Linked DNA regions of Gossypium hirsutum: region 1 is linked to region 2. A link is a contact called in public Hi-C data. All regions are on one chromosome and are shown on one strand. The core of a region is the stretch at or near the end of the contact, and the rest is flanking DNA. Distances in the headings are between cores, read along the strand shown.

The links. A called contact is a pair of places that touch in the nucleus more often than the background predicts.
Region 1: a contact with region 2 is called in a Hi-C map of leaf, with 2.5 times the contacts expected there. The contact joins the promoter of LOC107904057 here to the promoter of LOC107904145 in region 2. A contact is called at or near these places in 5 of 34 Hi-C or Micro-C datasets (hypocotyl and leaf).

The regions. Positions count from the first base shown.
Region 1 is chrD05:34,815,485-34,822,355 of Gossypium_hirsutum_v2.1, forward strand. It overlaps LOC107904057 (protein SMAX1-LIKE 6), which reads left to right and starts at 3,497. Exons shown (of 3, transcript XM_016830328.2): 1 at 3,497-4,901; 2 at 5,645-5,888; 3 at 6,304-6,871. The coding sequence starts at 3,652.
Region 2 is chrD05:34,549,195-34,555,671 of Gossypium_hirsutum_v2.1, forward strand. LOC107904145 (nematode resistance protein-like HSPRO2) reads right to left here and starts at 5,152. Exons shown (of 1, transcript XM_041092899.1): 1 at 3,293-5,152. The coding sequence starts at 4,873. The coding sequence ends at 3,440. LOC107904144 (a long non-coding RNA gene) reads left to right here. Exons shown (of 4, transcript XR_001686137.2): 2 at 1-904; 3 at 1,097-1,174; 4 at 2,031-2,257.

The DNA of each region.
Region 1 (6,871 bases), core at 2,247-4,746, 260 kb after region 2:
TGGTTTTCATACGCACACACATGTGATAGAATTTCTAGTATTAACAATGTTGTTGATTGAGTTGATGTCACAAATTAACTTAACACCAACTTAGGATTGATGGCAAAACAATAATAAACAACTGTATTTATTTGGTACTCTTAATTTGATGTGCCTTTATGCTTAAATTTCATTTTACTCACAATTTAATCGTTGTTGTATGTTATTTTTAAACATGTATGTGTTCTAAATATGTGATTTCCACACGTATACGAGTGTGATAAGATTTCTAGTATTAATACTGTTGTTTACTGAGTTTGTGTTACAATGCAACTCGACACTAATTCACACGATAATAAACAATTGTAGTGCATTTAATATTTTATTAATAATGTTGTTAATTGAGTTGGTGTCACAAGACAACTCGACACTAACTCACAATTGATGACAATACCATGACAAACAATTGTAGTGCATTTAATATTGTTAATTTGATATATTTATGTGTTTAAAATTCATTTGACTCATAATTTAATCTATTTTTTATTTTAATAACATAAATATTTCATATGTTATTATGACTAATGTTTTTAAAACAATAAATTTCATTATTTATTATATATTATTTTTAAACACATATTTATTTTTTAAATTCGTGATTTTCGCACTGATATGTTTGATAGGATTTATAATATGTAGATTAACACCAAATAAGATATTGGTTGAAATGGTTAGTTAAAAATTTAAAATTCGTTTAAAATTTTACTTAAAAATAAAAAAAAATATACTTTCATTTTAATATTTATTTATTACTTTTTAAAAATAAAAATATTTTAATAATTTTCCTACTGTATAATAATTCAATGAAAATTCAAATTTTTATCCAAATAATTTTTTATAATTAGAGGATATTTTAAAATAACGATTTCTTCTTATGTTTCATACTTCATATTTCTTATTTTCTCCGTATATTATCAATTTCAGACTTTTGTATGTGAGATTACTATTGAATACTTATATTTCCTTAATTGAATTGAATTGACTTGACAAATTAATATGATGTTGATTTAGTTTGATAATAATTAAAGTATATTTTTAAAAAAAATTATATTATTTTGAGATTAAAAAATACACAACTTAAAACATTATAAATTTTAACAATTTTATTTTATCATTTTAACTATAAAAAAGGGAAAAATAAGGCCTATAGGCCAATTTTTTTTTTAAATTAAGGTTTTGGGTCGATTTTTTTAATTAGAGATATTGGCCAATTTTACTGGGATGCGCTTTCATGTTCTCTCTCCTAAGGTTAGGGTTTTTACTTTACTAGGGTTAGGATTTTTATTAGGGTTTTTATTTAGAGTTTAGAGTATTTTGAAAGTGTTCAAGGCTTTCGACAGAAATTCTTAGGTGGTTTTGAGGGGTCGGGGATGTGATAACGCGCCTCAACACACTTACATTTCTGAACCATGCCAAGTAATCATCAACTATCGTCGTGTCTGCTGAGAAAAATTGTTCGCGAACGAGTATGGATTGCATCCTATGATCCCACGCCTTGATGTGCTCCTCGTACCGCACCGACCAGTCGATGTTGTCCTTCCCCCGTATGTCCACCTTGTGCAGATCCTTCAAATATTGCGGTGGCGACGAAATTTGTTGCCTCCACTCGAACTGCCGCAACACCCTATTTATTTTGTGCATTTCCACTGTTGCGTACACTATCAACGGCACTTTCGCATCCCACATCTGCTGATTGCGCAACACTTTCGGCGAGATGCAGGATATGACATAGATGTCGGCATACGACATCCATTCAAACTGATAAGCAAAATTGTAATTATCGTTATTTATGAATTTCTTTTTCACAAATAATTACGTAATTAATATAGGTTCGAAAGAATAGTTCCTAATATCTTTAATTACCTCAGGCAGTCCCATGTAGCTCAGCCCATGGTTCCACCTGTACAAGCGATATGTTAGTTGAAACATATAATAATAAAAATTATTGTACAAACTACGTATTTGTTAATAAATGATGTTTACCTTGTCACCAATGGGAACATATATAGGTCGGTCACATTGAGACGTAGAAACGGTAGTCTCCACTAGGCCCATGACTACAACAGGAGCAGACAACCATTCATTGACGCCGACCTTGGGTTCGTGGCTTGACACATCTCCCGATATAACGTGGACAATACGGTAGATCCCTAACTTAGTTTCACGCAATCATTGAAGTCCACTAGATGTAGTAGCCACCTTACATGCACCAAATTTCGAGATTTGTTAGGCATTAAAATGCCCCTAATTAACCTCAAGATGCATGCTCAGGTGTATTGTTGTATCACCTCATTCGTTCGATCTTTCGGGTCTTTAGGGAGCTCGTTAAAATTATCCTTCAACTAGTTCATCGATATCCGACCACCTTCGAACTTTTCCGGGACCTTTCCCAACAGTGATTGGTAGAGGGTCACTTTGTTCGAATTGATCCCAGATCCTGTGATGACTAGACTATCCATTGGCAGACCAAGTTGTAGTGCTATGTTTTCGAGTGTGATTGTACACTCGCCGCATCGAAGGTGGAAAGTGTGTGTTTCGGGCCTCCATCTTTCCACTAATGCGCTAATTAGTTACAAATCGAGTTTGTAGTCCCCAAACATAGACACATGTAAGAATCCAACCGTTTACAAGTGGCCACAAATTTCAAGAATCGCACACTTTCCCATATTATGGATGAAACTATCCAAAACATGATCATCCGCCTATTTACACACAAAAAATTATAATTATAAAAAAAATAAATTTAACATTATTGAAATTAATGAAATTTAAATTTCGGTCTTACCATTACTAATTAGGCAACGAAAATATGCCTGTCGTCAAAGTGGATTAGGGAGGCGGTCATTCGTGAGAAATCAGTTTAAAAGAATAAAAATGAGATAATTTTAAAAAAATTTTAATTAAAAATATCGAAAATTATTAAAAAGAAGAGAGTTGAGAGACTTGAGAGGGTTTGAGAGGATTGAGAGACTTGAGAGAAGAATGTGAATGAAAAATAAAATTTGAGGGGTATTTATAGGGTAAAAAAAGTTACCGTTAGGGTTTTAAACTTTTTTTATCGTTGGCGACAACGTTAAAAAAGCCGATTGGGATTTGACAAAGCGCGACCAACTAAGCGTGGTTTTCAACAAAATTGACGTATATCCCTAATTAAAATAAAAACCGACCCAAAACCCTAATTTTTTTTTTTAAATGGGCCTATAGTGGTTATTTTGCCATAAAAAAATTTTAATTAAAATTAAAAGAAATCATATTTGTAGAGAGGAGCATATACGCATAAAAGAGAAAAAGGAAATCCTTTTGTGTATATAGTAGAGAATCTAAATTCACCACCTGTCGTTCCAAATGATCTCCTCCGCAGTGGACCCCACTAACCCCGACTTAGACAGCCAACAGTTCCCCTTTAACTTTAGAGGTAAAATAAATAATTAATTAATTATCCCCGCACTTATATACTATTGTCCTCCATAAAAGCCCCTTTTTCTTTTATAAAAAAAATCTCTCCCTTGCACTTCTGATAAACAAACAAATATATATTTTTAGTTTACCTCCTCCTTTTTTTCCTTTTTTAATCAAGAAAAAAAAGTTTTTGGCTTTTTATGATACCCGGCGATGCCTACGCCGGTAAGTGTAGCGCGGCAATGCTTAACGCCAGAGGCAGCTCACGCGCTAGACGAGGCGGTGAGAGTCGCGCGGCGGAGGGGACACGCGCAAACGACCTCGCTCCATGCCGTTTCTGCTCTTCTATCTCTCCCTTCGTCCCCGTTACGTGACGCCTGTGCACGTGCTCGTAACGCGGCTTACTCCCCTCGCCTCCAATTCAAAGCGTTGGAGCTTTGCCTTAGCGTGTCATTGGACCGAGTCCCCTCGAGTCAACTCAGCAACGACCCGCCCGTCTCCAACTCGCTCATGGCCGCGATAAAGCGGTCTCAGGCGAACCAGCGAAGGCAGCCCGAAAATTTCCACCTTTATCGCGATATGTCGCAGCAAAATCCTTCCAGTATCTCGTGCGTCAAAGTGGAGCTCCAACACTTGATGTTATCCATCCTGGATGACCCTGTTGTTAGTCGGGTCTTCGGCGAGGCGGGATTTCGGAGCTCCGAAATCAAGCTGGCAATCATCCGCCCCCTCCCTAATCTCCTAAGATACTCTCGACCACGTGGCCCACCGGTTTTTCTTTGCAATCTAGAAAATTCGGATCCGGGTTATGAAAACACCAGGTTTCCATGTCATGGCGGCTTCAGTTTCCCGTTCCCGGGTTTTGCATCTTTTTATGGAGGAGAAGAAAACTGTAGGAGAGTAGGAGAAGTTTTGGCGCGAAGGAGGAATCCACTACTTGTTGGTGTATGTGCAAACGATGCACTCGCCAATTTCACGGATTGTTTGGACCAAAAGAAAGATGGCTTATTGGTTAAAGGAATTTCGGGGTTAAACATAATTCGCATCCAAAATTATATTTCCAAGTGCACTACTAATCAAGGCTTTAATAAAGGGGAGATGGATTTAAAATTTGAAGAAATGGGTCGGGAAATTGAAGGATCCGGATCCGGGTTGGTGGTGAATTATGGGGATCTGAAAAATCTTGTCAGTGACAAGAGTGAAAAAGATGATGATGATGATGATGATGATGATGATGACGACAAGGTTGTGGATGAAGATGGGATTAGTTATGTAGTTGGACAGTTAACGAGGTTATTACAAGTTTATGGAGGGAAACTCTGGTTGCTGGGAGCTGCAACAAGTTACCAGACATATTTGAGGTTTCTAAGTAGGTTTCCTTCAGTTGAAAAAGACTGGGATTTGCAGATTTTGCCTATAACTTCGGTTAGGAATTCATTGGCTCAGTCTTATCCCAAGTCCAGGTATGTAAATTGAATTATCAATTTTCTTGGATATTTTATTTTATACTATCTTTTATGTTGGCATGATATGTTTGGTCGTTATTCTGAATGCTTTTAACTAATTTATTTTGGTCAAGTATACTTATGTTGTGTTTAGAGAGCTCTTTATTTGTCCTACGGTCGAGTTTGAGGGATTTAAGGATTAGGTAATCTTGATTTAAAGCTGATGCTTCGTTGTGTAACTCTTTTAAGTCATAACCTTTGCCAGAGTTGCAATGGTTGGGGTAAAATATTCACCATGGTGAAACCTGGGATTTAGAGGGGACGTGATTTGTGATTTAAGCTGAATTTGCAACTTAAAGCACTGCTACGTTGTTGCTGTGTTAACATTTTTGAATAATAATAATAATAATAATAATAATAATAATAATAATAGTAATAATAATAAGAGTTTAAAATGATTTTAAAGATATTAAGTTGTTTGCAGTGGGTAATTAAGCGTTTCATAAAGGGTGATTATTTGGTTAGTGCATGGTTATTGGATGAAACACTTACATAGGCCTAGCTGATACTTTTATAATTTTAAATTTATTTAAGGTGTTGAATGCTATAGTAGTGGAATGTTGGTATCCACTTTATCGGTTTAATTCTTTTTGTTGTTATGCAGCATCACTTTTTTTTCCTTTGCGTTTATTGGTTCCTTTGATTTCCATGACTGTCTTCGTATTTAATCCGACTTGATCTCATAGTTTATGTAACTACAGCTTAATGGAGTCATTTGTTCCATTTGGTGGGTTCTTTGCTACACCTTCCGAGTCAAAGGGGTCCTTAAGCAGCTCGTATCAGCATTTACCCCGCTGTCATCTATGCAATGAGAAGTGTGAACAGGAAGTAATTGCAATTTCAAAGGGAGGTTTCAATGTTTCCGTGGCAGACCAGTGCCAATCTACTTTGCCTACTTGGTTGCAGATGACAGAGCTTGGTGCAAACAAGGGATTAGATTTGAAGGTGTGTGTCCGTTCGTCTATGCTTCACGTGCTTATTTTGTGTTCATATTCATTTGTTTCAAATATCTGTGGTGGGGACCCGGAGTATTAAGAGAACCATCGGTTTCAACTTTCAATCCCTATTATTACAACTCAAGTATATTCCTAAACTGATTCATTTGCTGCCAATCTCAAAAGGTGGAAACCATTTGCATGCACCCACAGCATACACTTATACCGGTTTTAAAATGTCAGTTGTTCACCAGATCTGTTGTGTTGATCAAGGGTTTCCATGTTTTATTCACTAAATCTACCCAACCCTGTCCCTGCCCCTGCCCCTGCCCCTGCCTCTGCCCCTTTTCTCCAAATCTTAATCGGTTTAGTTTGGATAATTTATGAAATTTATGTGAAAACAAGTTTGTCTCTCTTCAGTGCAGACCAAAGATGGGCAGTTTTTAAACACTATGGTAGCAGGACTGCAAAAGAAGTGGGACAATATTTGCCAGCGCCTTCATCACACTCATCCAGGCCCTGAGTCAAAAACTTATGAAGAAAGTCCTTCATTCCCGACTGTTATGGGCTTTCATTTCGTGCAAGACAAGAAGGAAAATGCTCATGGTCATAGTAATGACAACAGAAATGCACCGCCCGATGAAAAGATGTCTACATCACTATCAGAGAATCCTTCCTCTATAGTATCCAAGACTAGAAATGGAAGTGTCCTGCACAAGCTATGGGAAAAGCCTTCCAAAGTAGGTGTTTTTGAAGCGATTGAACCCATATCTCCTTGCAGTTTGTCCAATTCAAGTGGGGGTGACGTTAGTCAAGCCTCTCCTACATCTGTGACTTCTGTGACAACTGATTTGGGGTTGGGTTTATGCTCCGTTTCTTCAAGCAACACATTGATGAAACCTTCAAATCAGAACCATGCAGGGCTTGCGGAGGACTTCCCAGGTTGCCTTCCTGCAAATGTTGATGCTAATAATGGAAACATCTCTGGCCATC
Region 2 (6,477 bases), core at 3,902-6,401:
ATTGTAAGCATTAATAATTGTCGATTTTTAATACCAAAAGAAAATTTTTTAATCCATTTTAATTATCCTACATGTAATTCTTTTTAATTTTCATTTGTTAATATATAATTTAAGGAGATATGTTGAATTCTTAACCCTACTTTTGTAATTAACTTTTTTTCCTAACAATAATGCAAAAGGAGAAAATTTGAATCAAATGAATTTCAATACCATTATTATTTATTTCTAATTAAATATGTGGATGAATTATTTCATTTATGGTCGATCATGAGTTGTATGAGTTTATAGTAAGGTATCATCATATGTACTCTTCATATGGTTAATATAAATTTATTTATTTGAATGAGCAAAGAAATAAAGATTATCTTATCACCAATTAATATAATCAATTAAGAGATAAATAATAAATAAGAGAGTTAACCTTTGTAATTCATTCATTTAGAGAAATTATATCCTATGAGAACCCTTTCATTGGTACTATAAAAATAGATCACCTCCAAGTCACTCAACCTATGTTTACAACTTCATAAATCTATTTAAAATAAACCACCATAACTCAACAAGATTTTTACCTTCTCTTCCTATAAATAGATGGCACCAGTAGAGCTATTTACAAAATTTTTGAGAGATTGTTATTCTGCTAAAAAATAGAGAGAATTTATTCTCAACTTATAGACATATTTTTCAAAATAACAATTTTACCGGTTTCTGTTAAAGAAGAGAGAATTTTTGTTTTCACCATAAAAGGAAAACTTGTTCTAGTTCTATGTTTTTTATTCAATTGGTTTGAACTCACACTTGAAGCAATTCGTAGTACGAGAATAGCAAAGAAGATTGTTTGGTTGAAAGCCAGAAAACATCAAGTGTCTGCATATCCAAAAACACAAGTACGAATTCGGTTAAGGTATATTGCTATAAATATCACAAACTGTGTCGATTTTTAAAATTTTAATTTTTCGCTGTGCAAGAAAACCGTTTTTAAACTGAGTTTTTTCTAACAATATTTAGGAATTGTTTGCATGTCTATAGATTCTTGTTATTTCATAAAGTTTTGGTTCTTTTTTATGATTAAATAAGTCGTTTTATTTTCTTTTAGCCAAAGAAATGAGAGAAGGTCTCAGTACCAAAGGGAAGGAACGTGTAGAGTAAATAAAGCTCTAAATAAAGAAATCTGGTGAGTTCCTTTGAACCTTGAGTCTAATATCTGCGTTATTTCGTTTAACCTTTATCATTGTACACCAGGTAAGTGGTTTTGTCCTTTGGCTCTGATGCTCGTGTCTAAGGAAATGCATTTAAAAAGTCAGTGCATGCAAAGGTATAAACGGTTAAACAAACTCAAAAACTTGGTATATACATGATGTAAATACTCCTTCCTTGGTGCACAAGCTTTGTATCCAGACTGGTGCAAGGAGGTATCAGAGGGATGTTATGTATGATGAGTAAAATAAACATAGGATAATATGTTTTGCGTCCGTTATGACACTCTGGTGCAAACCATGACTAGTGAAAACCCGACCTTACAGGGGAACACAAGTGTGTGTTCAAAAACAAGGAAGAATGTTAGGGGGTACGGAGGTGATGAATAGTAAATAACTCTGATGAGCGGTATGAAGATATAGGAAAATGGTTCCTCGAAACTAGGATTAAAAGCTAGCTCAAAGAAGGGAGTATGTAGGAAAATAGGTGTATGTGTGTAAAATAAGCAATGCACATTGCATGAAATGTAAACAATAAGCTTGACAGTTAAAAAGGGGTAGTCTGCATAAGTGGCATATACATGGAGCAATTGTGTCTATGTTTGCCACAGTTAAAAAACAATTAGTGTCTACCAGTAGGATAAGTTTGATCACGGTAGTATCCACCAGCAAATACATCAGATTAGAAAGAGTTCTGTATCCACCAAAAATGGCATGCTATTACGTTAGTTCGAGTTTAACCTCTTTAAGTCTGATGGTGTTTTTAAGGGATCCATTTTTTGGGAACTCACTAAGTTCTTTCAAACTTACCTAGTTTCTTCTTCTTACTTTCAGGTTGTTAGATGAATGTGGTGATAGTAAGGGGACAATTAGACTAGCGACCCATTTGTGAGCCTTTTTGATTTTCTTTTAGTGACATGTAATTGTTGGGGGTATTAAGACAATTGTTAGATGCCGCTATTTAAAAGTCATTGAACTGCATTTTGAAAATGATATTTTGTACTTGTGAATGTTTATCGGTGGCCTTTTTGGCGTATTATTAATTATGGTTTATGGCATTATCATATTAAATTGAGTTGAATTTTAAACTTTAGCTTAAGCGGTAACTCGAAAGGAAGTTCCGTGCGAACCATTGGATATGTTTCTAAGTTGTCGTCAAATGGCGTGGTACCATTTTAATTTCGTTTTCAATTATATAAATTCAAATTTAAGGAACACCGCTCTAGTAAATGGGTACCCCACCAATTCCGAAAGTTGGTCTTAAAAAGAAAAGTTTAGTGATTTCAACGGTTGACTCGTGGTGTTCCATACCCAATTTTGACGACCAGGTCAGCGTAGGATGTTACAAAAAAGTTCTACAAGTTTAAGCTACTAGCATGAAATGAATAAGGGATTTAACAACCTTGAATTTACGAAGGAAAGTTAGTGAGCAAATAGTTGGGATAAGGCACCTCCCCGAGCAATCTTCGATAGGGAACATAAGGTTTATAAATTCCTGTCACATGTCAGAAATGAAGGCACGTATACCTTTTGACTCCAAAACTTTGTCTTACATTAATTTTTCTTATAATATTAGCGACTTTAAGTATTGAAGGGTGTTCTAAAGGTCAAAGTCTGGCGCCTTATAACTGATTTCTCCTTTTATAAATCGCTTATAGTTGACTAACAAAATTGAGATCAACAAACCATTTCTTACATCACCTTCAAAATCAATCAAGTAATGATTTCTTTGCACATCAAATTTACTTAAATAAAGACTAAAAAAGTCTACTCTTAGAAAATACATATTTGATACAAGTGCAATTCAAGGAAAAAAGAAATTTAAGATTGAAGTTTTGTAAGCGTTTGAGAAATTTATTTTAAAATATTCGTAACTAATCTTTAAAAAGAAAATTGACTGGAGGGGGGAAGGGGGGAGGCTATTAACTTAATATATAGAAATAGTATTGCAATAGTTAGATTTAACACCTTATAAACCTAAAAGTATTTCAAATTGTATAATCAAAATTTTATATCATCTCTATTTTTAGTTTCCTTTGCAATTAAATTTCATAAAATTTAAATAGATATTATTCTATAAGAAAGATTAACAAATATATAGTAATTGGATAGAGTTTTATAAATAATGAATTTGTATTTTACAAGAATAAGTATACAAAAAAGAATAAATATAAAAACAATAATCGACTAGAAAGATTTTCCAATCTGTGTATTTATCTTTAGTTTCTAATCAAAATGAGTCATCACTTCTTCCATCGAGTCAACCCAGATCCACCGAGTTCATGATTCCAAAACTCGCCCAAATAAGTCTTAGCCGCATCCAAACTAGGGAAATAAGTAGGCTCTAAGAATACCTGGCTCAACGAATCGACCGAGCCGGAGCCGGCCACGACTCGGTTCCCTTTCGCTTCTAAACTCCCCATAACCACCACCAACACCTGCTTATAACCGTAAAAGAACCGTTTTAAAGCTCCTTCGATGGCTTGCAAAGCTTGTACGAGGAAGACCTTATTGCCCTCCTGCTTCTCTGAGTACAATCTCATCGCAGCTTCTTGGATCCTGGGTCCGCCTTTAGGATCCACCTCCACACCCAATATAAACGGAACCTTGTGTTTCAACTCCTTGGACATTTTCGTAATTTCAACCAAGCCTTTCGACCTGAAACAAAACGCTTCCGTTTCATTGACCGGTTTTATCAGTAGCTGACTTTTGAGGTGAAGGAAATCGTCGGGATCCATTAAGAGGTGGAGATCTTCAATTTCCGCTAGAAGCTTCCAGATCCTTTCCATCAAATAACAATCGCTCGCGGCGGTTTCGAAGATTTCAGCGTCAATCCTCGAAGCGATGCGTTTCAGTACTTGTTTCGCCGTTTGGATCCACGATTCCAGGATCTGATGCGTCGTGAAAAGCGTTGCGTTCTCGTGGTTCTCGATGCAGTGGTCGTACGGGCTCCTTTTCAGCGCGTGGAGGTCGTTTGGCTTGCAAACGGAGTCGTAGTCGAGGCTCGGTTTGCCGGACAAGTTCGGCTCTCCTAAACCTAGAGTGTACGGACAACGCCTCATCTCGCACTCAATGGTGTAAAGGATTTTCTGCGCGGCATCTTCAGATTTCTGCCACGTGGCGAGTCGAGGCAACAAGCTGTCTTTGCTGGTTCGGCTGACCACCGTTGTTTCTCCATGAAGCTTCCAGACCTCGGCGGAGCTGCTCTCGCGAGCTAGTACTCCGTTCGAAGAAGTTAGATCGAAGATTGGCGCCGTGCCAGCGGCCGTTTTGTCCTCGTTTTCGTCCTCGCAAAGCATGGCGATGAGTTCGATCTGACTCGTGGTGAGTGACTCGAGTCGACGCTTCCATTCGCGACGGTTCGAATACGATCTAGGATCAGACAAAACAATCGAAATAAACCTGAATGTGATCTCGAGAGCATGCAAAGCTGGCTTCAAAACGCGCTCGTTTTGCCAAGCTGGAAACTCCTTTGTCTCCCAGAACTTCCTCAACTCCGGTAGCCGGAGATAATAATCGTAAGCGGAGGAAGCCGAAGCTGAAGTCGAAAGTGGAGATGAAATATTGGAGAAGCGAAACGGCGTAGGAATCGAAACCTGAAGCTTATTAGAAAGTTTTGGGGATTTGTTTGGGATATCGGAAGAGACCATCTTCGCTTTCCAATCTAAATCAACCATTTTCTGGAAACGAATGAGAAAAAAGAAAATGGATTGTAATTTTATTTTCCTTCAGTTTTGGTATTTTAGATTCACTAGACGGATATGGTGTGTATAAATAGGGCGGGCGTTTGGGGTAATAGGAAAATGGCGTGTGGAAACGTCGAGGTTTTTGAAAATGATTTCTTTTCTTTGCGGGAAAAAAAAAAAAAATGAACCTTATCCAAAAATTCAGACCGAAGTTTGGCCTTGTTGGAATGGGTTGTGGTAAAAGTGGGAGAGAACAGTTTCAAGTTGGACTTGGGTCGTTTCTAATGTCCCGCTGAGAGCGTTTCTTCTTAGCTGATCCACTCACCTCATACCGCCACTAATTCACCAAATTCATTTTATAATTTTAAAATACGCATTTTGGACGTCAACTAACCAAATAGTCTGTTTCTTTTTACATATTGAAATATTCCTTCATACATTAACTCGTCCAAAGGATGCCAAATTAACATTCAAACATAGAGAAGAGTCAACTGGTAAATGAAGAAATGAATTGGCAGTGTCGTTGCTGATGTTTGACTATCACAAAGAAACAGAGAGACAGACTAGCCCTCCAGTCGGGTCAAATCTCAAACGCTACCTTATTTTTCCAAATTTATGCCTGTCCCTATCCTCTCCTCTGCCGAAAATTATAATTAATTAAAAAACTTCAAACTTACCGCTGCTTTTTTTTTTGCTTTCTTATTTTTTGGTTGTTGGGTTAAAGTGAAAACGACGGCCGCCCACCTTTTTGATTCACTTGAAAGCTGCTCAAAATTTCAATTTACTTTCTCTCTTAACCAACGCCAAAAATTAATTGCACTATTAATATATCAATAAAATTTTCATTAAGTGATAAATTTAATGTTTTATTAATTTAATTAGTTAAATCTTTTTTTATATTTTTTTGTTTTTTATTTTTAATTAATATAATTTATTTTAATTAAAAATTATTTAATTAATTCGTGGATTCAACAAGGGTTTTTGTTAATAATATAGGTATTAAATTTAAATCGATTTTTTCTCCGAGCCGGTAGAACCGAAATGTTATCCAAACACGGTAGCGCATTGTTGCGCCTAATAATCACGCGTCCCCAAACACGTGGCTCTTCTTTATTGGTTAACATCCATCATGCTTGTCACGTGCATCACCCACTAACCCCTCTTTCTCCTGTCGGCTCCTATCAGGTTCATTTGGCGGTGCAGAACAGAGAATTTGGGTCTTGGCACGTGGCATTTAATTGCCTTGTGCGATCAGCTTTAACCCGTTGATCTATGGAGCGCCGCCTAATAAATCCTTACAAACTTATGACATTTGGCGAAAAACGAAGTTTATAATTATCTTAAAAGCAAAATAGAAATTATATGAAAAGAATAATGGGGTATGTTATGTATGGGGCAATGTAATGTGGTGGTGTTGGTTTGACTTGGAAGATAGGAATGGTTTTCTTGAAAAGGGAGCCTATTTCAAGGCTGATTTCATGGGGTAACATGCACCATCATGAATCTTATTAATCTTTTTATTATCCAATTTTAGATAAGGAAGAATATAAAAAGAAGTTGAATTTTAAATTATTTGATAGTGTAGAAGAATATAA